Linked DNA regions of Mus musculus: all the other regions are linked to region 3. Evidence: chromatin contacts called from public Hi-C and promoter capture Hi-C data. All regions are on one chromosome and are shown on one strand. The core of a region is the stretch at or near the end of the contact, and the rest is flanking DNA. Distances in the headings are between cores, read along the strand shown. Region 1 overlaps Senp7 (SUMO1/sentrin specific peptidase 7). Region 2 holds the start of Abi3bp (ABI gene family, member 3 (NESH) binding protein). Region 3 holds the start of Tomm70a (translocase of outer mitochondrial membrane 70A).

Region 1 (2,700 bases), core at 183-2,682, 980 kb before region 3:
AAATCTCAGAACAAAATTTTAGTACCATCAAGGTAACTTTTTTTGTTTGGTTCTCTGGAAACTAGTTCTTCAGGGAGTCTCCCTTTATCATATCTGATCCATATAACTCTGGAATTTGTATAGACACTAATTGCCTTTTCTAAAAACATAAAGACAAAATCTTTTTCCCAAATCAGTATATCCTTGAGCCAGTAACAAGAAAAACCTTTATTTTGCTCTCTCTCCCAGAGAAGTACTATAAGCACAAAACTCAAAATCATACTCATTTTGAAAATTAAAACAATCCAAAACAAATGAAGTAAACTAAAATACTGTATGTGCCTATTCTTAAGCTTTTTCTATTTTGCTGTGCAGGATAATAACCCAAAATTCCCATGGAGCCCATATCAGAGAATATGAGTTATCTTGCAAATCTGTTATACCATCTTTAAAACAATTTATTCACAGTTCTATCTATACCTGCTTATAAGCAGGTAGCTTGTCTTTTTGTTGTTGTTGTTGTTTTTTGTTTTTGTTTTGATTTTTCGAGACAGGGTTTCTCTGTATAGCCCTGACTGTCCTGGAGCTCACTTTGTAGACCATGCTGGCCTCAAACTCAGAAATCCGCCTGCCTCTGCCTCCCGAGTGCTGGGATTAAAGGCGTGCGCCACCACACCCGGCTAGGTAGCTTGTCAAACCAGGATTTAAACCCAAAATTCCCTTGGAGCCCACATTAGACAGGATTTGAATGTCCAGTAAGACTTATTAGAGCAATATATCTTTATACCATCTTTAAAGCAATTAATTCAAACTTTTACTAATATCTGCCTTTAGGAAGCAGATAGTTTTTAAGCTGCCTGCCTAGAGCAGTCATCCTGTTATACCAATCCATCTGTTGAGCTCTCTGTCTGGAGCCAAAGACATTTAGTAGAGAGCGCATGTAATTAACACTGTGCTCGCTACTTGGAGTCAGTGACTAATTTGCCCTGTCCTAGTTCCAAACCGCGGGTGAAATTCCCCACATGATTTGGACAAAATCTGTATATAAATCTATCCTAAAAGCCAATAATACCAATATTATAAATTCACAGTTAAATCAATATCTGCCCCAAGATATAGGCGTTTCCATTCTCTGGCTCGCCGACTCAGAGCCGCCATCTTGCCCCTTCCCGCAGCTGGGGACCTCAGAGCCCTTTTTCTTTGTTTCAAGGTTCCCGCGCTTGAGTCCATGTGACTCATCCCAGCACTACCTTGCTCTCACTTAGAAAATAAAACTCTAACTCTCAGGCTAATAATCTTACATTTCTAGTGGATTCTTGCCCAACATGTTGGTTCGCCACCTCGTGCGCGAAATAATAAAAAAACGAATCCATACTATTGCCGGTAAGGCACCGATGGGCAATGGAGACTCTGCCTCAGAGCTCTGAAATCTCTCCACCCAGTTCTCTAAGTACCCACTGGCGGGTCATTACCATGCCATCCCGATGCTTCAGAACTCGTACATTCTTTTGGGGTGCACATCAGGCAAATCCATGCTTTGCGGCCATACCTTTCTCTCTAGAACCCAGGCGAGCAGCCGCATGAAGGAAAACACCACACAAACTTAGTTCAGAAACAAGGGCGACTCAGTCGCTGGGCGCTACAGCTAGAATCCTAATCTTATAAACCAGATCAAATCTAAATCGTCTGGTGGTGAATCCTGGCCATCTAAACTGGGAGACACTAGTGGCTGCGTTTTGTCTTCTCTCTGTCCCCCTCCAAAAGCCAGTATAGTATTATTTACATGCTCAGCTTTAAAGTTGATTGTTGAGGCTTGAAGACTGAATAAAATGTATTGACTTTAGTCAAAAATATTTGAAACTGGCTGAGTATCATTTTACATATTTAAGATTTTGTGAGTAATTTGGTGTGGTATGGGATTCTCTCTAGTTCCAGATATTTCTGTTTTCTGGAGCTCTTTCTCTTGTTTATATTTTGTTTCAACTTCGTCCACTCTATCTTAGAAACTCTAGTAGGCTAGAGTTTCTACCATTTTTTAACTTTATTTTAGGATTCTTTAAATTTTCTTTTGTGTTTTAGTATTTCATTGCTCTAAGGAGACTCCATGACCAAGGCAACTCTTATAAAGGGCATTTAATTAGGGCTGGGTTATTGTTTCAGAGGTTCATCCAGTATCATCATGGTGGGAAACATGGCAGTGCCCAGGCAGGCATGGTGCTAAAGGAGTTCTGCATCTTGATCCTCAGGAAGCCAGGAGGAAACCGGATTTGATTTCACACTGGGTATTTAAGACTTCAGTGCCCTGTTTCCAAAGTGACAAACTTACTCTAACAAGGCCACACCTCCTCCAATAAGACCACACCTCCAAATAGTGCCATTCCCTACGGACCAAGCATTCAAACAGATGAGTCTATGGAGTCATACGCGCTGGAACCACCAGATTCTGGATCAGTGCAATTAACACCATACTATAAGATGACCAAATTGCCAGAAGCAGTACACAGATTCAGTATAATCACCACTGAAATTCAGTAACCTTCACAGTATCAGAAAGTAACTCGAAAGTGTTAATATGGAAACACAAAAGATGGCTAAACCAATCTCAGTAGGCAGAACACTGCCAGGAGGTATCATAATTTCTGACTTCAGATTATACAACAGTCATATGATAAACACTGTGGTGCAACATGATGCTCCCACAAAACAGATGCGTAGACCAAT
Region 2 (2,700 bases), core at 175-2,674, 640 kb before region 3:
GCAGGTGTGCCTATGTGTTTGTACACATGTGCACTTGTGCATGAATATACTATACTTGTGTCCCTGTGTGTCTAGGTGCCTCTGACGGTCAGGGGCTGACACTCAGTGTCTTCTACAGGTGTTCTTGTCCTTGGTTGTTTTGCTGAGTCTTGATCTCAGTGAGGCTGGTGGCACCGTAAGCCTCACTCCAGGGTTCTTCCTACCTCTGTCTGCTCAGTGCTAGTCCGAGTGCATGCTGTGGTGCTTGGCTTTTTACAAGGACAGTAGGACCTGAACTCAGCTCCTCAGCTTGAATAGCAAGCTACGGTTCTGGTCCTCATCCTGATTTTAGAATTTAAAGTTTAGTAAGGTCTACTAGATAGCTACGGGTCCCATGGCCTACTTAACTGGCTACCCTTGCTTATTTGTGCCATGATATTGGGCCTTTTTCTTCACCTCCCTCTGCTTGATTTTCTATCAATAATGGAAGTCATCGCAATGCCCTGCTCATGAGTGGATCTGAAGAATGATGCCTTAGTAATGTGTAAATTGAGTAGATCAATGTCTGTCATGAAGAAAGTCCTGTAACTTACATGGTACTGACAACATAAAGAAGAGGTTTGTTTAAAGCAGTTACGTGGGATCTAAATGTAAAACTCAGTGCTCTGTTACAAAGCCCGTCTGGATTCGGCAGACTCGACCTGCTCGGTTAGACCACCTCTTCTCTCTACATCTCAGCCTTTCTTACTAGTAAAATGGAGATAGATCACACCATGGCCCCAGCACAGCCACTATGGCAAAGGTCATTGCGGAGAGTAGCCCAGTGTGGGGATGAGGCACTGTGCTACCTCTCCGTCTCTGCATGCTCACCTATGGAATATGTTGATATACATAAAACATATATGTATGCATTTGTATGTGGGTATATATGTACACAGTATATAACTGCACAGCTTAGGACTCCATTGACATTCCTCATAAATTATAGCTACAGAATAGTTCAAAATATATTTTTATGAATTCACTTCCAGTTTAAAGGAAGGAATGGATTGGTTTCCTGGCTAACTAAAAACAGTTTCCATCTTAATAAAATATTCATTTTATATTTTAGTGTTTTGATGGGTTTAAGTGTACGTTTTTATTCTTTAAACTAGTTCATCAAATGTTTCAAAGTTGCCTGAGTAGTTCTTTCATGGATACAGATTGTTCATAATTTCAATTCTTACACTGCGAGGAAAGAGAAGAGGCAAGCTGTTGCAGCATTGGAGAGGGAAATGTGATGATATGTTTTTGCTGTTGTGCCTACTTTCTTTCTTTTTCTTTTCTTTTCTTTTTTTTTTTTAAGTGTGTGGGAAAGGGTGTGATGTCATCTTGTCTCCACCCCCTGTGAGTAAGCCCACAGCAGAGAGAGCAGCCTCCCGCCTCTGTCAGTGGAGGACGCCCACTTAAATGCAGTTCCAGGGTTGCAAGGCACCCAGCCGCATCACTCCCCGTGTGAGCAGGCAAATGCAACATGCTCTCCAGCCTGGGGTGTCTACTTCTCTGTGGAAGTATTGCACTTGCTCTGGGAAATGCACAGAAATTGCCAAAAGGCAAGTAGCTGGGATATTTTGTGTTTTAAAAGTAAGATTAAGAGTTGCTTGGTTTTCGCTGTTGATATGAAATGTGATCTGCTGTACAATATGGGGGAATTGAATTATTCTGCAGAGAGTCAAAGGTCCTATGTGTGAAGGGGGTGACTCAGGGGTTGTTTTCTCTCGCACCCCTGTGATTTATTTTGTGAGCTCAGCTTCTCCTAGCAGCTTCTAGTGGAGTATGTTCACACGGACTGGAGTGGTGTGGTTTCAAACTACAGTATCTGTCTATCAAATCTGATTATATAAACGACTATTGTGGCTTGTTAGAGTTATTTGGTGCTTTTAGCCCTGGCCACAGAGACGGTGGAGAGTGGCTTAAGCCCTGGGAGTAGCTTGTTCTGAAAACCGAAATCTTTTGCAAAAGTCACAAACATACCTGTGGGGTAGGGGCTGAGGGAGTCTAGCCAGGTCAGACTTAAATACAGTTTCGAGCTAAGTAGCAGACAGGGCTCTGCAGTGGAGTTTGGCAGAGAATTTGATTTGCTGGACAGGACACTCCCCCCTTCTCTTGACTAAATTGCTTATTTTAGTGTTGGTATTTTGTTTACAAAAGTCATCAAAAGAGAAGTAAATTTTCTAAGTTTAGACCCTAGGCGCAATCTTTGGAACTCATTAGCACTAAATCAGGATCGTCTTCCTTGTCCTGTCTGTGAACATAAATGTTGTGTGAACTTTTGCTTTTTCGCAGAGGCACTTTACGTCGGTGGAGGCTTTTTATGGCTACAGACTGCTGTAGTCAGCAGGATTATAAGGAAAAAAAAAAAAAAAAAAAAACCCACGGGCTGGAATTTACCGTACAGTTAGGCTGAAAAAATCTTAGAGGTAACGCACAGCACAGACTCATCAAAACCGAGTCTGAAAGAAAAGCTGGTCAGAACGCTTAAAGGACACTTCTGTGTCCTCTCTCTGTAGAGTTCGGTCTAGGATCATCTTGACTCAAAGGCAAAGCCCCCCACCCCCACTGGGTAAAGTGAAACTTGAATCCAGAAGGCTGAAGCATTTGGCTAGTTAGCTCACACGAGGATGGGAACTGTAGCAAAAGGCAAAGGAATCCTCAATTCTGATCAAATGATTATGCAAAGAA
Region 3 (2,700 bases), core at 80-2,579:
TTTCAAACTGGAACATTCTATTTTAATCACTCCACGTTGACACAACTTGGCCTTTGCATCTTCATGTAATGCTATTATGGTGAGCATCCTGTGGTACTTAAAAGCCAAATGACCATCTATGGGTGTTTGGTTTTTGTTTTTTTGGTTTGTTTGTTTGTTTGTTTGTTTGTTTGTTTGACAAAAGGATGTTCAAACCTGAAATGAAGAGCCATAGCCTGGAACATTTAATTATCCATGCTTTGCCTTTTTTTCTTGAAAATTGTGTGAATTCCAAACACCTTGCAAAGTAGACTTCATGCTTTGAGACCAGATCCAGAGTTCATGAAGGCTTAAGAAAAGTACTTCAGGGCTGACGAGATGGCTCAGCAGTTAAGAGCACTGACTGTTCTTCCAGAGGTCCTGAGTTCAATTCCCAGCAACCACATGGTTGGCTCACAACCATCTGTAATGGGATCCGATGCCCTCTTCTGATGTGCTTGAAAAACAGCTACAGTGTAGTCATATAAATGAAATAAATTTTTTTTAAAAATTTAAGTTATTTCAAATAAGTGAGCAAACTCAAAGTGTTGTGACAGACACTTGTGCTCCAGGGAAGGTTGTATGGGCTAGATGTCAGGTGGAATCCATTTTAAGATACACACGTAAAGATGCCTGCGGTGATCCGGGGTCCTCGAGGAAAGCCAATAGGAAAGCCTTCTAACAGACATCCTTGCCCTTTGTAACTATTAAAGGTGCAGCACACAGGCTGCAAGTCACTTCCATGAGTCAACCTACCTTCCCCAGTTTCCATCTAGTCTTTGCCCTCTGTCATTGTCCCAGGAACTACAAATTTGTCCAAACTACAATCTGGCTATTGCAGAAATATACAAAGCTGGTTTACACAGCACGATGGTCTCACCCTTTTTCCCCCCTCCCACAGTTTCAGTCTTTAACAGGCACCAACGTAGCCACACCCCCCTCCCCGATCCTACCAATCAACTGGGAGGCCCACCATCCCTGCTGGCCAATTCCCTTCACAGTGCTTCTGCAAGTCCCGCCCACTCACAGAGCTACAGGGAGCTGTCCCTCTACACTTGCTGCACACGGCCCCCCACGCCCCTCCTCGCCGCACTGGCGACAGTGCCACGGGTCCTTCTGTCCTGGAGAAGAGGTCTGCAGTCACGCAAGGCCTGAGACCTCCCGAGCGATTCTAGGCAACCGCCTGCAAGAGGAAAGGGAAAAGCCACCCAGAGCGCCAGGCCTTCTGACCCCGGAAGTGGTTCTCCCCTGTACAGTAGATAGGGGCGGGCCCAGCCGCCGGTCTAGCCCGGCATGCCCCGGGCTTCCGGTGACCTCTGGCCCTTTTCTGTCGTCCGCTCCTGCTGCTTAGCGTGCTCGCTCGCGCGTTGCTTTCCCTCCACGCTCCCGGCTTCCTCCCCACGCTGCCCGGTGACCGTGGCGCCCGCGACCGGCGCGGCGGCGGCGGAGGACAGTCGTCATGGCCGCCTCTAAGCCCATAGAGGCGGCGATGGCGGCGGCTGCTGCGCCCGGTTCTGGAAATGGAGTGGGCGGTGGCGGTGGGACTGCGGGCCCCGGCTCGGGCGCGGGGACCCTGCCGCGATGGCACGTGGCGCTGGCCATCGGGGCGCCCCTGTTGCTGGGTGCTGGGGCTATGTACCTGTGGAGCCGAAGGCGGAGGCGCCGGGAAGCGGGAGGCCGGGGCGACGCCAGCGGCCTGAAGCGCAACAGTGAACGGAAGACCCCCGAGGGCAGGGCCAGTCCGGCCCTGGGCAGTGGCCACCACGACGGTTCTGGGGACTCCCTGGAAATGGTGAGAAGCCGCCCGGGCCGTAGAGGTGAAAACGAGCGGATGCAGCTTTTCCTTGACCCGTTGTGCGGGTGAGGGGCCCTCCCACCGGTCGGAAACTGCCGAGTGACTTTAGAGTCGTTTCTGGTTGCCTTTATAGGGAATGGAATAGCAGCTCCAGGCTGGCTAGCGTAGAGACGTTCTTTGACAATTTCCTTTGGGATCCAACAGAATACTTTGCCTTTCTTCTAAGTGACACAGCATTTATCCCTAGTATGTAGGTATGGGAAACATGCACAAATATAGTAATTCCATTAAGCGAAGAAAGGCAAATTTCACGGAACGATTGGAGTTGTACCGTGAGTTGTTATTGTGTTTCCCAAGACCAGAACTTTGCTAAGAACCTTTTAAAAACAAGCCATTTTTCTTTCGGAGTTTCTCTCTCGCTCTGATTGTGTGTGTGTGTGTGTGTGTGTGTGTGTGTGTGTGTGTGTTTGGGGAGGGAGATTAGCAACTATTACAAAGTTCAAAAAAATCATTAGGTAGCTTTGTATATAGGAAATAGTTCAGTTTTTAAGGAACTGTGCCTCCCACCCCCACCCCCGCTGCACATCTTAAAATGTTCTATTTCACCTGGACATATATATACATGTGTCCAAGCCTGATAAAGAGTCTCTGGTGTTATAACAAGCATTGGAGTGATAAACTGCTCTATCGGATCTGGTGGTCAGACTATTAAATCTTTTTGACAAGTTTGACGGCTGTGTGGAGAATTGGCATGGACTGAGATTGAGTGAGATAAGGGACTTTACTGGGTCAGGAATTCTGTGGTGGTATTACCAGAGTAATCCAAGTTCAGAGAAACTTACAGGTAAATAAATACCAGGTATGTGCCTGAGGAAATTCTTTATACA

What was found. Promoter capture Hi-C pulls out the DNA fragments that hold promoters and counts their contacts. A called contact is a pair of places that touch in the nucleus more often than the background predicts.
Region 1: a contact with region 3 is called in a promoter capture Hi-C map of embryonic stem cells, with 3 times the contacts expected there. The contact joins the enhancer-like site here to the promoter of Tomm70a in region 3. A contact is called at or near these places in 1 of 39 promoter capture datasets (embryonic stem cells) and 6 of 115 datasets of contacts at active chromatin or transcription factors (astrocytes, embryonic stem cells, large pre-B cells and 1 more).
Region 2: a contact with region 3 is called in a Hi-C map of muscle stem cells, with 5 times the contacts expected there. The contact joins the promoter of Abi3bp here to the promoter of Tomm70a in region 3. A contact is called at or near these places in 2 of 484 Hi-C or Micro-C datasets (muscle stem cells and uterus) and 1 of 115 datasets of contacts at active chromatin or transcription factors (bone marrow-derived macrophages).

Annotation. Positions count from the first base shown.
Region 1 is chr16:56,144,194-56,146,893 of GRCm38.p6, forward strand. The region is part of intron 7 of Senp7 (SUMO1/sentrin specific peptidase 7); the gene reads left to right. Among named protein-coding and RNA genes, the nearest start is that of Impg2, 59 kb to the right of the region's middle. Within about 2 kb of position 1,433, at least 11 of the 459 cell types and tissues checked have an H3K27ac peak or open chromatin away from gene starts, as enhancers often do. A contact at or near this core is called in embryonic stem cells, where this site is marked.
Region 2 is chr16:56,476,422-56,479,121 of GRCm38.p6, forward strand. It overlaps Abi3bp (ABI gene family, member 3 (NESH) binding protein), which reads left to right and starts at 1,425. Exons shown (of 40, transcript NM_001014423.2): 1 at 1,425-1,571. The coding sequence starts at 1,493.
Region 3 is chr16:57,120,385-57,123,084 of GRCm38.p6, forward strand. It overlaps Tomm70a (translocase of outer mitochondrial membrane 70A), which reads left to right and starts at 1,330. Exons shown (of 12, transcript NM_138599.5): 1 at 1,330-1,810. The coding sequence starts at 1,478.